2 separate regions of the Mus musculus genome follow, and region 2 is linked to region 1. The links are chromatin contacts, called in public Micro-C maps. All regions are on one chromosome and are shown on one strand. The core of a region is the stretch at or near the end of the contact, and the rest is flanking DNA. Distances in the headings are between cores, read along the strand shown.

What was found. A called contact is a pair of places that touch in the nucleus more often than the background predicts.
Region 2: a contact with region 1 is called in a Micro-C map of palatal mesenchyme, with 3 times the contacts expected there. The contact joins two enhancer-like sites. A contact is called at or near these places in 10 of 39 promoter capture datasets (the 3T3-L1 cell line, the C10 cell line, HPC-7-derived erythroid cells and 6 more), 2 of 15 datasets of contacts at CTCF or cohesin (the NIH/3T3 cell line and large pre-B cells), 12 of 484 Hi-C or Micro-C datasets (B cells, the BV-2 cell line, CD4 T cells and 8 more), 9 of 115 datasets of contacts at active chromatin or transcription factors (astrocytes, craniofacial prominence, embryonic forebrain and 6 more) and 3 of 9 other capture datasets (adipose tissue, liver and pancreatic islet).

The regions. Positions count from the first base shown.
Region 1 is chr4:63,478,026-63,484,283 of GRCm38.p6, reverse strand. The region is part of intron 1 of Whrn (whirlin); the gene reads left to right. Among named protein-coding and RNA genes, the nearest start is that of Whrn, 15 kb to the left of the region's middle. Within about 2 kb of position 3,458, at least 43 of the 459 cell types and tissues checked have an H3K27ac peak or open chromatin away from gene starts, as enhancers often do. A contact at or near this core is called in CD8 T cells and Th1 cells, where this site is marked.
Region 2 is chr4:63,844,809-63,851,502 of GRCm38.p6, reverse strand. Tnfsf8 (tumor necrosis factor (ligand) superfamily, member 8) reads left to right here. Exons shown (of 4, transcript NM_009403.3): 2 at 341-383. Among named protein-coding and RNA genes, the nearest start is that of Tnfsf8, 13 kb to the left of the region's middle. Within about 2 kb of position 4,167, at least 46 of the 459 cell types and tissues checked have an H3K27ac peak or open chromatin away from gene starts, as enhancers often do. A contact at or near this core is called in CD8 T cells and Th1 cells, where this site is marked.

The sequences.
Region 1 (6,258 bases), core at 2,209-4,708:
GATAGACCAAACGCTATGTCTGTGGTTTGTGGATATGTTTATGCTTTTTGGTATGCAACTTCTTATTGGTATTCTATGCATGTCTATTTAATCACAAGTTTAGTATTGAATGTCATCAACTTTATCAATCTTTTTCTTTCTGACACCTGCTGGGTTGGCTTCTAAAAGATGGCTGGCCCTCCACCCTGCATTCAGATTCTTCAGGCGGAAGTTGAATTCAGTTGGAAGCCCGCAGCCCTTTCAGCCGAGAAAGGTCAGCAAGTAGTGAGAGCTGGAGGGCCAGGCTAGGACAAGTCTGAGGGGAAAATCAACCCCTCCGTGTGTCTGCTCCTCAGCCAAGACATTGACATTGATAGAAACAGACGTGGTGTGCTCTGCACATTGATCCCAGGCCATAAAACACTCCATTGCAAACCCATCGAGACTCAGCTTGGGCAATTGTATTTATGATTGCTGGAGCATTGTGTGTGGGGGCGGGGAGGGGGGAGGGAGAGGGAGAGAGAGAGAGAGAATAAGTAGACAAAAATTAAAAGAACATTTGAAAAGCAATTTATTTCCATTATAAGGCACTAAAAGGCTGCCCCGTGAGCAGTTAAAGGCTCACATTGAAAGCAATCGATGTCTTTCTGGAAGCATCTCTGCCTTCATTTTGGGAGTTGTGGTCACTGTTACCCATGGCTCCCTTGCATTTTCTTACAGATTCCTCCCAAGGTCAGGGAGTCACCTCCCCCAACACTTTCTTTTTTCTGGCTGAAGGCTTTTAATTACTTTTGAACAGCAAGCTGCAACCGACTAAGTTATTAGGGTGATGACGGTGAAGAGCGGGGCCTTCTAGATGTCTAATCTGTCTCCTGGGATCTACGTTCCCAGGACAGAAGTGAAGGTCTCTTCTTTCACAAAGCACAGACGTGTGCTAAGGATCCCAGGCCATAAGACACTCCATTGGGAACCCATCGATGCTCTCCAAAAGAGCGGGCAAGGTGAAAGACTCAACGGAAGGAGGAAGGGAACAAACCCAGCGAGGCTCTCCTGAAAGACGAAGCTCTTTTCTGCTTTGTTAGGATACACTATATATAGCAGTGGGTTTCGTTCCTCACGACCATAGTAGTATATATTTGCCTGTCATTCCCTTCTCATTCCCCCTGACCTCTGCCCAGTTAGCACTCCTTCTTCCATGGTCTCTGTGTCTGTGTGACTCGGTGGGTTCCAGAGAGTTGATAACAGGAGCTTGGTTGATGGGTTATTACAAGACCATGGGCAACTTTCCAGTGGCGACCTCTATGAAGATGCACGCTCCCTCCCTCAGCAACTGTTACCTGCACTTCCCCAAGGAGGGATGGGGCTCCAGGAGCCCCTTGAAAGGCAAATTTCGTAACATTAAAGAAACTCCCTCTTGTTCATCACCTTCTGGCCTTCTTCCTGGGGCCGCCACACTTCCCATTTCCTGTGCCTGGGGTCGTGTTTTCTTGAAGTTCTCCTTCCTGCATATGACATGGTCTTCCAGGATGTTTACTCTGAGCAGCGTTCAGGGATGGGTCCTGGAGGACGCCCACAGATTCCCGGAGGGGAAGGGGTTCTCTCCATGTTTGAAACAGCTCAAGCATACAGCTCTGGAGCAGACCACACTGCCTGTGGTCCCCAAGGTGGCATGCAGATGTTGGTGATGCTGTCATGAAGCTGTGGGTGACTGATTGTATATTCTTACCAGACCACAGAACAAGTCTGCCGTCATCCCAAGACAATACAGAAATAACAGTGCGTGACTTCTGTGTAAGGGGATGTATATAACTCAGTGTGTATTCTTAGACCAAGTCCGGGAGAGGAGGGAGACATCAGAGTTATGGTGGGAAACATTCTGCCTCTGACTGCACAGAAGTTTTCAGTCTTAGACCTGTGCAGGGATTTCAGGGTCTCGAGTTCATTCTCCATCATCTTGTCAGGGAGTACCAACCACAGTGGTGAGACTTAACATCCTCTCCACACTCAACCTGATTAATTTACTTATTTTTTTATATATGTTTTAATAATATTCCTACATAGGCTTAAAAAAAGTGATAAGTGATGTAAACTTTAAAAGTGCATCCTTGAAAAGGCAGAGGGAGCTGGGCAAGGTGGTGCACACCTTTGATTCTAGCGCTCAGGAAGCAGAAGCAGGTGGAGTTTTGGGAGTTCAAGGCATCCTGATAGACAGAGTAGCCAGGGCTATACAGACAGATCCTGTCCTTTTACAAAACAGGCAGGGGTTCAAAGATTTTATTAGACTGTAATGATTAGCGAGAGAGCCAGGGAATGCTGGTGGGGAAAAGTGTTTGCTACCCAGCTCTGAGGACCTGAGCTTAATCCCCAGAACAGGATAAAAGGGGGCAGTACAGTAGTAGTTGTAGTCCCAGAACTCCTTTGGCAAGATGGGGGTGGAGACAGGAGAATTCCCCAGAAGCTAGCCTGGTATGTGAGGCTGAGAATGGCGAATGGCGGCAGGGGAGCTTTTATTTATTTGTTTGTTTTTAAAAGGTTTACTTTCACGTGTAGGGGTGCTTTGAGTGAGTACTTGTGTCTACATGCCTCATGTGCTTGCTTGCTGCCCACGGAAGGTCAGAGGTGAGCCTTGTCTGTATGTGTACCACGTGCACGCAATGCCCAAAAAAGGGGCTCAGGACCACCTTGCGCTGGTATTATAAGCAATCGTAAGTCATTGTGTGGGTGCTGGGAACCAAACTAGGGGGCTCTGCAAGAACAGCAAGTGCTTATAAGCCCTGAACCATCATTTCCCAAGTCTCAAAAGAGAGCCCTTAAACAAGGTTGTCCTTTAATTTTCAAACGCACAAGGTGGCACCTGGGTACCAGCACTCTCATGAATACAATTATACACACTTAAGTCACACACACACACACACACACACACACACACACACAAATAAAACAAAAGTGTGTGTATGTTTGTGTGTTTCACCTTTACATTGAATTCTGAGATTTCTAGAATCAAAACAAAAAGCGAGATCTGTAGCTGAGTTTCTACAGTCCAAGGAGCGCTGAAGGCAGGAAGACCATGATTTAGATTCCAGCCTGGGATATTTAGCACAAGTTAGAAAAGAAAAGTGAAATGTGAAATGAATTTTGTTTTACTAGAAAAGCCATGGTACTCAAGATGTAGCATCCCCGCTGGTGGCCAGCCCTGACAGGAAGGCTTTCTTGCCTGCTTTACTGCCCTGTTCACTTTATGTGGAACTCCTTGCTCACCGCCTCCCGTGTCTACCCCTGGGTGCGCGGGAGATCAAGCCAGAGGAATGTTGTGCCTCCTGGTCTGTTAGGAGACCATAGATGAAATGATCGCCTGTAGTGAGAATGTAGTGAGGTGAACTTGCCGGGCCAGGAGCCCCACGTGCAGAGAGGCCCGAAGTGGAAAAGAAGCACCCGACACCGAGAGAAAGCTCAGGTGGCCTGCAGGAGCTGCAGCTGCCAGGGGGCAGGGCTGGCGCCGCCTGACAGCGGAAAAGGAAGCTTGCATGGCTGCTCAGAGGCCACAGGGAAGGGAGGCAGGCCCTTTTCATTCTAAAAGGATCTGGCCACTCTGCAGTGCTGGTCTGGGGGGCCTGAAAGGAGGCTGGAGGTCCATGCAGTTAGAGGTCCTTAACACAGAAGGAAACCGTGCACGTTAGAGTTTCATTTCTCATGTCATTGAAATATGTTGCTGGGGGCAGAGTCCACACTGCCAGTTCTGCTTGCTCTCGAAGCAGGCTGAATGGGAGGCCTTTTCAGGCCATGAGGACAGACAGCTGGGGCCTTGCAGCCTACAAATCCCATGTCTCCCTTTGAAAACTTTCCTTTATTTGGGACAAAGTATAGAGTTGGCTTGTGCTGGCCTTGCGGTACGTGAACCCCCAGCGAGGGTGTGGGGCTGTGTTTGGAGACCCCTAGATTCATATCCAGGCCCTGCCTCTGACTCTCTTTGTGACCTTGAGTAACACACACCTTTTCTCTTTTGTGCACCGGGAAGACTGTGGCTGTCATTGTGATTTTGCTATTGCTGCCCCCTGCAGGTGGCCAAAGGAATCACAACAGGCAGAGAGCATGTTCCTCGGGCTATCTTCCCAGAGTCTGGTTATACAAAAAATGAAGATGCCCAATCTAGGAAAATAGATGCATATGTACTCAAGGCTGTAACTAAAAGAATGTTAGTCACACATACCTCCACTGGGAAGAAGCTAAAGCCTAAACGTCCAGTGTTCAAGGAGTAAGAACTCCGTGCTGGCTGAGTATTCTCAGTGTGGAAACCTACGAGCTTACTGCCACTGGACTGGTCATGAGATAGCCCCCTAAATGATTTTCTTCTAAAACAAAGTGGAGCTTTGGCATGATTGTGCATACCTATAGTGGTAGCCCCTGACAGGTAGAGGCAAGAGGATCAGAACTTTGAGGCCAACCTTGAGTTAAAAGAGACCCTGTCCAAAAACACCAATAGCAATAAGGAATGAATGAGTGAGTGAATGAATGAACGAACATAAAATTTCCATTATGAGTTCATTTATGAACAAGAAGATGGTTTTGTTATTGTTGTTCTTTTGTTAACATGCCTCTAGTCCCGCACGGTGGCCTTTCCAGGTTACTCCTTTGTCCTCTACTGGGAATTGTGTCCTTCTGGCCTATGATGTTGGGCATCAGAGTTCTCTCCAAAGAGCAGAGCGAGGTGATTTGCCTCCTGAGAGCACCATGTGTAGAAACATGCACGCATAATTCATATTTCAATTATCATGGTGTGGGTCTGGTGGTGGAGAGCATCTGCCCCAGGCCATCTGCCAGGTCAGATGGGGACTGCTCTGATTTGCACTGGAAGAACCCAGGAAAGCCCCTGGGTCCAGTTTTTCAGTTGTGGGTGGTGACATTAGTGGCAGCCCTGGCCTGCAGTGGCCTTCTCTACCTGCAAGGGAGTGGAGTGATGATCTCCAGCTTGTACCACGGAAACAGATGGGCCGAGTAGCATGTCAAGTCACTCGATGCAGAGGGCCGATAGGCAGTTGATTGAGGCAGACTGGCTGATCCCAGGGTTACTGATGTAGGGAGGAATATTGATGACGGAGGTCAGCAACACACACAGGCGATGCCTGGTACTTTTATGGAAGTGTTTGTGCTTTTGACCATGCAAATGTGGCTGTGGAGCAAGGACACCGTTCCATTGGAAAGGTCCCTGGCCTGCAGGTGTCTTTGTTAAACCCAAATTGGTTTCTACCTCTTGACATGCCTGTAATGCTTCCTCTGTATGCCTCGGTTTTGGTTTTTCTGAACCCCTTTTTCCTCTGCCAGAGTCCCAAGTTTACACCAGGTTGGAGGATACGGGTCAGGGACATGGTAAGAATAGCAGTCAGCAATTCTGAGTGTTCACCCCCCAGAATCTAGGAAGCTGAAGACAGTTTCCCAGGCCCTGTCCACAACCCTGCCTGGTGTCTATCCCCACATGTCCCCAAGGCCCTGACCACTCTGCTCTCCTGGATGACTACTCTAATGGCCCTGAATCAGACAGATTTAGAATTTCCATTTGGGTAGTATCTTACCAGTCACAAAATCTAACCTGTTTATTGCCAGGTGGCAAAATCGAGGGCTCCGGAATGGTCTGAGGGATGTGACTGGCAGCCCCACAGCCTTGTAATGAGGAAGCTGAAGTTTCCAGGGACTGGGACTTACTCAGGTCTAGCCCCGTGTCCCGAGCAGTGTCTTGTACACTCACCCCTCTGTCCCTTCCCCTAGATTTTTAGGCAGCCCTTCTATACAACACAGGAGCAGGCATCATGGGGACTCAGGCCCTCCAGGCTACTCCTCAGCAAGGGCAGGAAGAGACCTTATTTCCCCTAGAAATACCACGTGTGGCAGAGACAAGCCTGACACGTGACTCTGTCTCACCAGCCTGAGGTGTTTGGTTTTCCCTGACACCTGGGACCACAGGCTACCAGGTGCGCTCTGCTAATTGAGGTGCAGTGACTGCCCTGGCATTCCTGTGAGTGGGACCTTCCTGTCCTCAGATGGCCAAGAGCACAGGAGTCAAGGTTAGCAGTCTTGAGTCAGTGTGGAAGGCCAGAGTGGCTGTCCCCAGCCGTTCTTCAGAATGGCACCCTCTGAGATGAGTCAGGGTGGAGGCCAGTCATTAACCAACTTTGTAGAGCCTTCCCACCGGACATGCACTTTCAGTTGATTGAAGATGGGGTAGAGGGGCAGGCATGTGGGCCAAGGCGGTGTTTAAAGCGTGCCTGGACACTGAAAGTTCTGGCT
Region 2 (6,694 bases), core at 2,918-5,417, 370 kb before region 1:
TGTGTGTGGAGAGGAAGAAAGCTCTTGACTGGGAAGTGGAAGTTCCAACTGTGGTACTGAGAGCTACAAGCTCGCTGTGTGTCCCGGGACAAGCCTTCCTGTCCTGTTTCTTGTATGTGAGATGTAGATGGTAACCCCTATCTTGTGTTTCTCATAAACAGATGGGCTGGCATGGATATGAAGCCCACTATACTCAACCAATGAATGAGTATTCAACCTTTAAGGGTCAGAGGGTGGGTGGGTTCTAAATTGCACAGTGCTTTGGGGACTCCCAGGGTGAAAAGGAAGATAAGTTGTTTTAATCAGTGTCCTCACCCTGCCCTTCTCTCTTCCCTTCCAGGACTCCACTCCAAATACAACTGAGAAGGCCCCCCTTAAAGGAGGTAAGAGCTCAGATTTAGGAATGAATGTGTAGTGAATCATGCAGATGACACCACAAGGTGTGATGCCTGCTTATCAACCGGCAATGCTGTGACTGTCCCCAACAGGAGTGGGACAGGTGGAAGTGGGGCTGATTGAGATGAGCTGATACTTCGGACTCATCTGGGTAGCCCCTGATCACTGTGCTAATCCACACAACCCTCCCTCCTGCCAGGAACAGTCTCACTAACACCATTGCTGTAGCCAAGCTGTGGACCCTGATGGGGTCCTTGTATTTTGAGCTGGAAGCCCTAAACTGAACAAACTTGCGTATGACTCTTGATACCATTTCGCACATGGAAGTCTCTGTTACACATCCATTAAACACAGATCACTGTGGTTCTAGACGAGCCAATCAGGGACAGCTCATAACTGCTTGGCATGAAAACTGGTGTAAACTATTGGTCAAATAACTGGTCATAGCCAAAATACTTAATGAAGTTTAAGACCTATAAAAACAGACTTCTTCCCTCTACATTACCAGACACAGAAGCTATTAACATATTGGCCTCTACTAATCCCTAAGGGGATATATGCAGAGGTCAGTTAACACTGAAGATTAAACTCAAGGTTATCTGACTAGTTTTTTTCATGACTCAGAGAAGGAAAAATCAGAGAGATGAAGTATCTTGCTTTGATCATACAGGCTAAACCAAAAGGTCCTTGACTCTGACTCAGTCTTTATATTCGAAACATCAGTCTCCACCTTAGCTCCACTCACAATTTTCAGAGCCCAGGTACCAAGCACAGCTGCCTGAGCACAGAACTGGAAGAAGATGGGGCGGGTAGATAGACCAGGGTAGAGATGCTGGGCACCTTTGGGACAAGAGGGTACAAAAGAACTGACACAGCTCCTTATAGCAGCAACACATTTGAAGTTTCTTCCCTTCAGGACAATCTACTGAAGACTTAGAATGTATGGGCAAGGAGCCCTGGGTAGACAGGCAGCCTTCTGAACCTTTTAAGATTGATGAATAAGCTCAATATTGGCCAAAAACACTTAGGGCCGAGTATGTGGTCTTAATTCCCTCACTTTGTGTAGATAACCAGATATGCAGTCAAAGAGAGAGGTAAAGTTAGAAGGGCACAGACACTGCCTACAAAGATTTAGATAGTAAATATTCTAGGCTTTGCGTGCCTTGGCTGAATCAGTCATGCAGTTACCATGATTGAGACAGCCTGAAAACACCCAAGTCTGTGAGCGTGACTACTATCCCCTGGGCCTCACTTACAGAATAAACAATGGTTGGGCTTGGCCCATAGACTGGAAGAGCAGACTCCTGCGGTACAGGGAGTGTAGGCTTTGGAGGTGGACATCCTCGCTAACTTGTTGCATATGTTCCTGTGGAGCTTTGCAAGGAGCGGCATGCAGTGATTAAACTTAATTCCTCCACCTCTCCTTCCATTGTCCTGCCACCACCCCGACTTAGATTTTTCTAGGAAAAATTGGAAGTTTTCATTTGGCAAGGGGCAGTAGCCACCTCCCATAGATATAATGTCTGTGGTAAAGATAGCCTTGATTCAGTGTCAGGACCCCAGCCACACTCACTAGCTGTTCTTTCTTGGTTGTAGAGTGCTCCAAACATTGGTCACCAAGTATAAAGCTCTTAACTAGTGGGTTACACTGACTAGTTACAGTGCTAGTTAACTAGCACTGACCAGAGCCTAGGATGCAGGGCTCTGCACACATGCTAAGCACAGGATATCCTTAGATCACATGAAATAAAAGAAAACAAAGAACAAAGTTGTCTTCTTGACAGCTGCTACGTTACACTTAAGATGAAAACACTCTTTCTGGGAAAGCATATCCCACTGTGCTCTGGTGTTAGACTGCCCCTCCCATCACAGGAAGAAAGTGACACAGATGCTAGGTTGGCTTTGTCATGTATTCTGTTTTCATGATCATAAGAGGCAGAATAAAGCAAACTTTCCATGTTACTCCCCGGTTTTTCATTTGAGGGAACAACTTTTGTTCATGAAATCCCAAGTTTGGGAAACTGTGGGTTTGACCACTTCCCAGCTCCCTCCTCACCTGTCCCTTGACTAGGAATATCCGAACAAGAACTAACACCAACACCAACACCAAAATAACCTCTGTCTTTAATTCAGGGGTTCGACAACTAGATTCTATTCGTCAATGCTGATAATACGCCTCACTAGGAATGTTAAATTTGCCTTAAAGACTTTTCCCTACTTCCTTTGGGTTGGTCTGAGGATCAGCCTTGAGAGTTATCAGTACGGGGTGGAGGGATGGGTGTATTCCCATTGACATTCCGTTTGCAGGTAAGTTTCTGAGATCCGGGAAGTCAGGGGGACTTGTTAAAGGCTATACAGAAGACAAAAGAGTCCTGCAAATATGAGACTCCAAGGTTTCCTCTGTTGCCCCTACTTCAGCCAGCACCCTGCTGTGCATGGCCCCTAACTCCCACTTTTAATGTACATGCATACTTACCTTGACTCCACAAATTGGGGGCCCTATAATAGGATGAGGGAGAAAAATAACATCTGAGGCCAAAACCTGGTTCCCACACCAGCAGGAACTGGTGTCTCTTTAGGAAAACTTTTCTCCCCTCTGAACATCACTGGACTAAATATACTAAATTAATTCAAGTTGGAGCTAGAAAGAATGCTTCTTTTACAAGCCTGTAGGCAGGTAAATGCTTGCTATGCAGCATGAAAGCCTGAGTCACATCCCCATCACCCACATAAAAAGCAGGAGCAGTTGTATATACCAATAATACAAGCATTGAGAACACAGAAACAGGAAGGTCTCTGAGTCTCACTGGCCAGGCAGCCTACCCAAACTGGAAGGCTCTGGGATCAGTAAGAAACCTTGTCTTAAGAAATAAGACAGTAGGGCCGGGCGGTGGTGGTACACGCCTTTAATCCCAGCACTTGGGAGGCAGAGGCAGGCGGATTTCTGAGTTCGAGGCCAGCCTGGTCTACAAAGTGAGTTCCAGGACAGCCAGGGCGATACAGAGAAACCCTGCCTCAAAAAAACAAAAAAACAAACAAACAAAAAAAAAAACCCCAAAAAAAAAAACAAGAAAGAAAGAAAGAAAGAAAGAAGGGAGGGAGGGAGGGAGGGAGGGAGGGAGGGAGGGAGGGAGGGAGGGAGGGAGGGAGAAGGAAAGAAAGAAAGAAAGAAAGAAGAAAGAAAGAAAGAAAGAAAGAAAGAAAGAAAGAAAGAAAGAAAGAAAGAAAGAAAGAAAGAAAGAAAGGAAGGAAGGAAGGAAGGAAGGAAGAAAGAAAGGAAGAAAGACAGCAAGCAATTGAGGAAGACATACTGTGTTGACCTCTAACCTCACATGTATGCACACATGAATATGTATGTGCACACACACTAGCAGAGCTCTTTGACACTTCCTGAGACTAGAATTCTCTTGTCCTATATAGAAAGAGAGAAAGAAATAGCCTGACAGTTGTCTGAAGAAAATCTGAAGCCACAATCTCTTTCACCAACAAACTAATCTTAAGCCAACACAAGAAACAAATTGCCCTTTTGGGAAAGGAAAAGAAGCAGGCAGGGAAAAAGAGAACACTGTTGCAAGACATCCCAGGCAGGGCAGACCTACTTTCCAGAAGTTCCTGGGAGGAAGTCCCAGGGATGGCATGAGGTTTGTCACAAGGACAGAAGCTGCAAGGATTGCAGCTACCATGACAGCTGTTGTAACCAGGAAACCAGCACTGACCAGAGCCTAGGATGCAGGGCTCTGCACACATGCTAAGCACAGGATATCCTTAGCTACAGGGAAACCACAGAAAACCACACCCGTGTTAGTAATGAGCCCTAACACAAACTTGTCATTCCTGGCCAGAATAGGACCCAGTCAATGGCTGACTTGCACTCGGCCCACTGTGCTTGAGGCTTGTTAGCCATTCAGTTGAATTCATGGACAAACTGGAAGGCTGGGAGGCAAGCCTGTCCTGTATGCTTCGTGCTGGGTTTTATTCTCTCCTCTAGCAGACAGAGGTAACATGCCTCCTGCAGAGAACCACCATGAACATGAAATCAAGCCAAAAATACACCTTCATGTTCCCACTTGGCTGGACCTCAGAGCATCCATCTGGTCCACTTTGCTCTTCCATCTTCCATGAAACAGTCTGCCTCCTCCACATACAGCTTAAAACCAAGGCTCCTGCATCCTCTTGTCATTTCTTGTTTTAATGTTTTGCTTCCAGTGAGTTTTGACTCTCTAGTGTTGCTCACTACTGGGCTCATTCGTCCAAATCTCAGATTATAGGGCTCTTTACCTGGATTTCCCAGGAGTTTCAACTACTGCCCTGGGTCTGCTTTTCCCCCTCCAGACCCCACCAGGCACCGTTCCTCACAAGGCTGGACTGGTAGGAATGAAGCTTAGCCAAGGCAGGTAGGTTAGACAGGATCTTGTACTGAATGAGATCAGGAGAAACAGCCTTCTCCAGAGACAGTTTTCAGTGAAACAGCTCTCTTTATTAGGGAAGAACAAGAACTATCTAACCCTTGGGGCATGGGTAGGGGCTTGCAGGGTGAGTGTTCATCTTTGGCTGGGGCACAAGTGCTGGGGAATGTTTCATTTGCATAAAGAGGAATCCCAGGTGCTTGTAGGACATATCCTTATAAGGGTGAGATGAAGTTTAACCTATAATCTGGCCAGCAGGCTATGTGACAACCTCAATGGTGGTGGAGGTGGGGGGTCATAAGGCTTACATTGCCTGGCCGTGCAAGCCCAGAGCAAGGAGGAAGCAGTCCTACTCCTGCCTGACTCAAGACAAGATTTTCAGGGTTTGGACACAATTCATCCTCACTCTTGCTCTGAACCAGCTCCCCTGGTCACACAGCTTTCCAGCCCCATGCCCAACAAAACCTCAAATCTTTGTATACCAATATCTGCAGAAGGATGTAAGATGTGCAGAAATGCTGTCAGGACAAAATGGTACAGTACTGTGCCTCCCAGCAGGTGGTGGAGGCGTCTGGGGTTCTCTTTTGTAAAGCTGAAGATATTTCAGCCACTAGGAACTTCTCAAAGGCTAGCATACTCTGTCACCAAGTTCTGGGATGGACAGAGAGGGCCACTGGTGCTTTGGGACAGGCTTGAGAGGGTCATGTGACCTGGAGTGATTCCATATCCTGTCATTAGAAAAAGTTGTTGGTTTGGGTTTTTTGTTTCTGTTTTTGGTTTTGGTTTTGGTTTTTGGTTTTGTTTTTTTGTTTTGCTTTTTTTTTAACTTGTTTATTTTGCTTTGGTTTTTTTCTTGCAAATGCTTATGTGGCCCATGGTACCCAGAGGTCCTTAATGTCCTGAGGATGTTCATACCGTCCAAAGCTAAAAGGGAAAAATGGGCATCAAAAGAGGTGAAATGAGGCAGGCTATATGATAAAGAAATACTGAGTGTGAGAAAACCGTACAGCCAGGGAGACTAATTTCTCCCCAGTATTTTACTGACCCAAATGGTCTATGACCATTTGTCATATAGAAGCCACACTGAAGGCACAAGGAATGACAGTCTTCCTTGTCCTCACACTCCCTTCCCCTCAGAAGAATAAACACTGGCTGGCAGAGTCTTACTCTGTCAGTGGAATGGGGCTGGATCCAGAATATCCACGTCTGCAGTTGTTACTCCTGGGTTCCATTTTTCTTCGTCCCCTTTGCAGCATCATACGATGCTTTCCCATGGGGATAAATTGCTTTTCAGCCGGTCACATACTTCACTTGCCACAAGGAACCTATTTGTTCCTCCAGTCAATCTTAACACACTCAATAAAACCTGCTCTTAAACCCACTTTCTTTTGCTCAAGGCAGAGATAAGAGGAATTAGGAATCTCTCTGTGGAAAATACCCAGGAAGTGAGCCATTCTGAATGATGTGGAATGGAGTCCTGCATAGGCTATCTAGCATTCTAAAGCCACAACTCCTAATTTTCATACATACCCAAAAAAGAATGAGGAGGCAGGAGACAACATGAGGTATAGGGGAGAGGAGAGAACACAAAGAAGGTAAAAAGGTTTCCATTTGATGCTAGAATTGCCAGATATAATTCCCAGTCTCCAGCTCCAGAGGATATGCCAACTTGCCTATCATCCTGCACTTTAAGAGGATGGAAGAAGGAGGGAAATAAAGGGAGAGGAGGGGGGAGGAGGGAAGAAGGGTAGATAGTACTAGACCTCAAACTGGTTCCTTTTTATACTCTGTTCAAGCCCCAGAGACATCTGTGTGCCAGGCAGGTAACCCAGGCCCCAGACCAGAGAAGGGGAGCCACTATTTGGTATTATTTGTGTGGTATGCAATAGGCT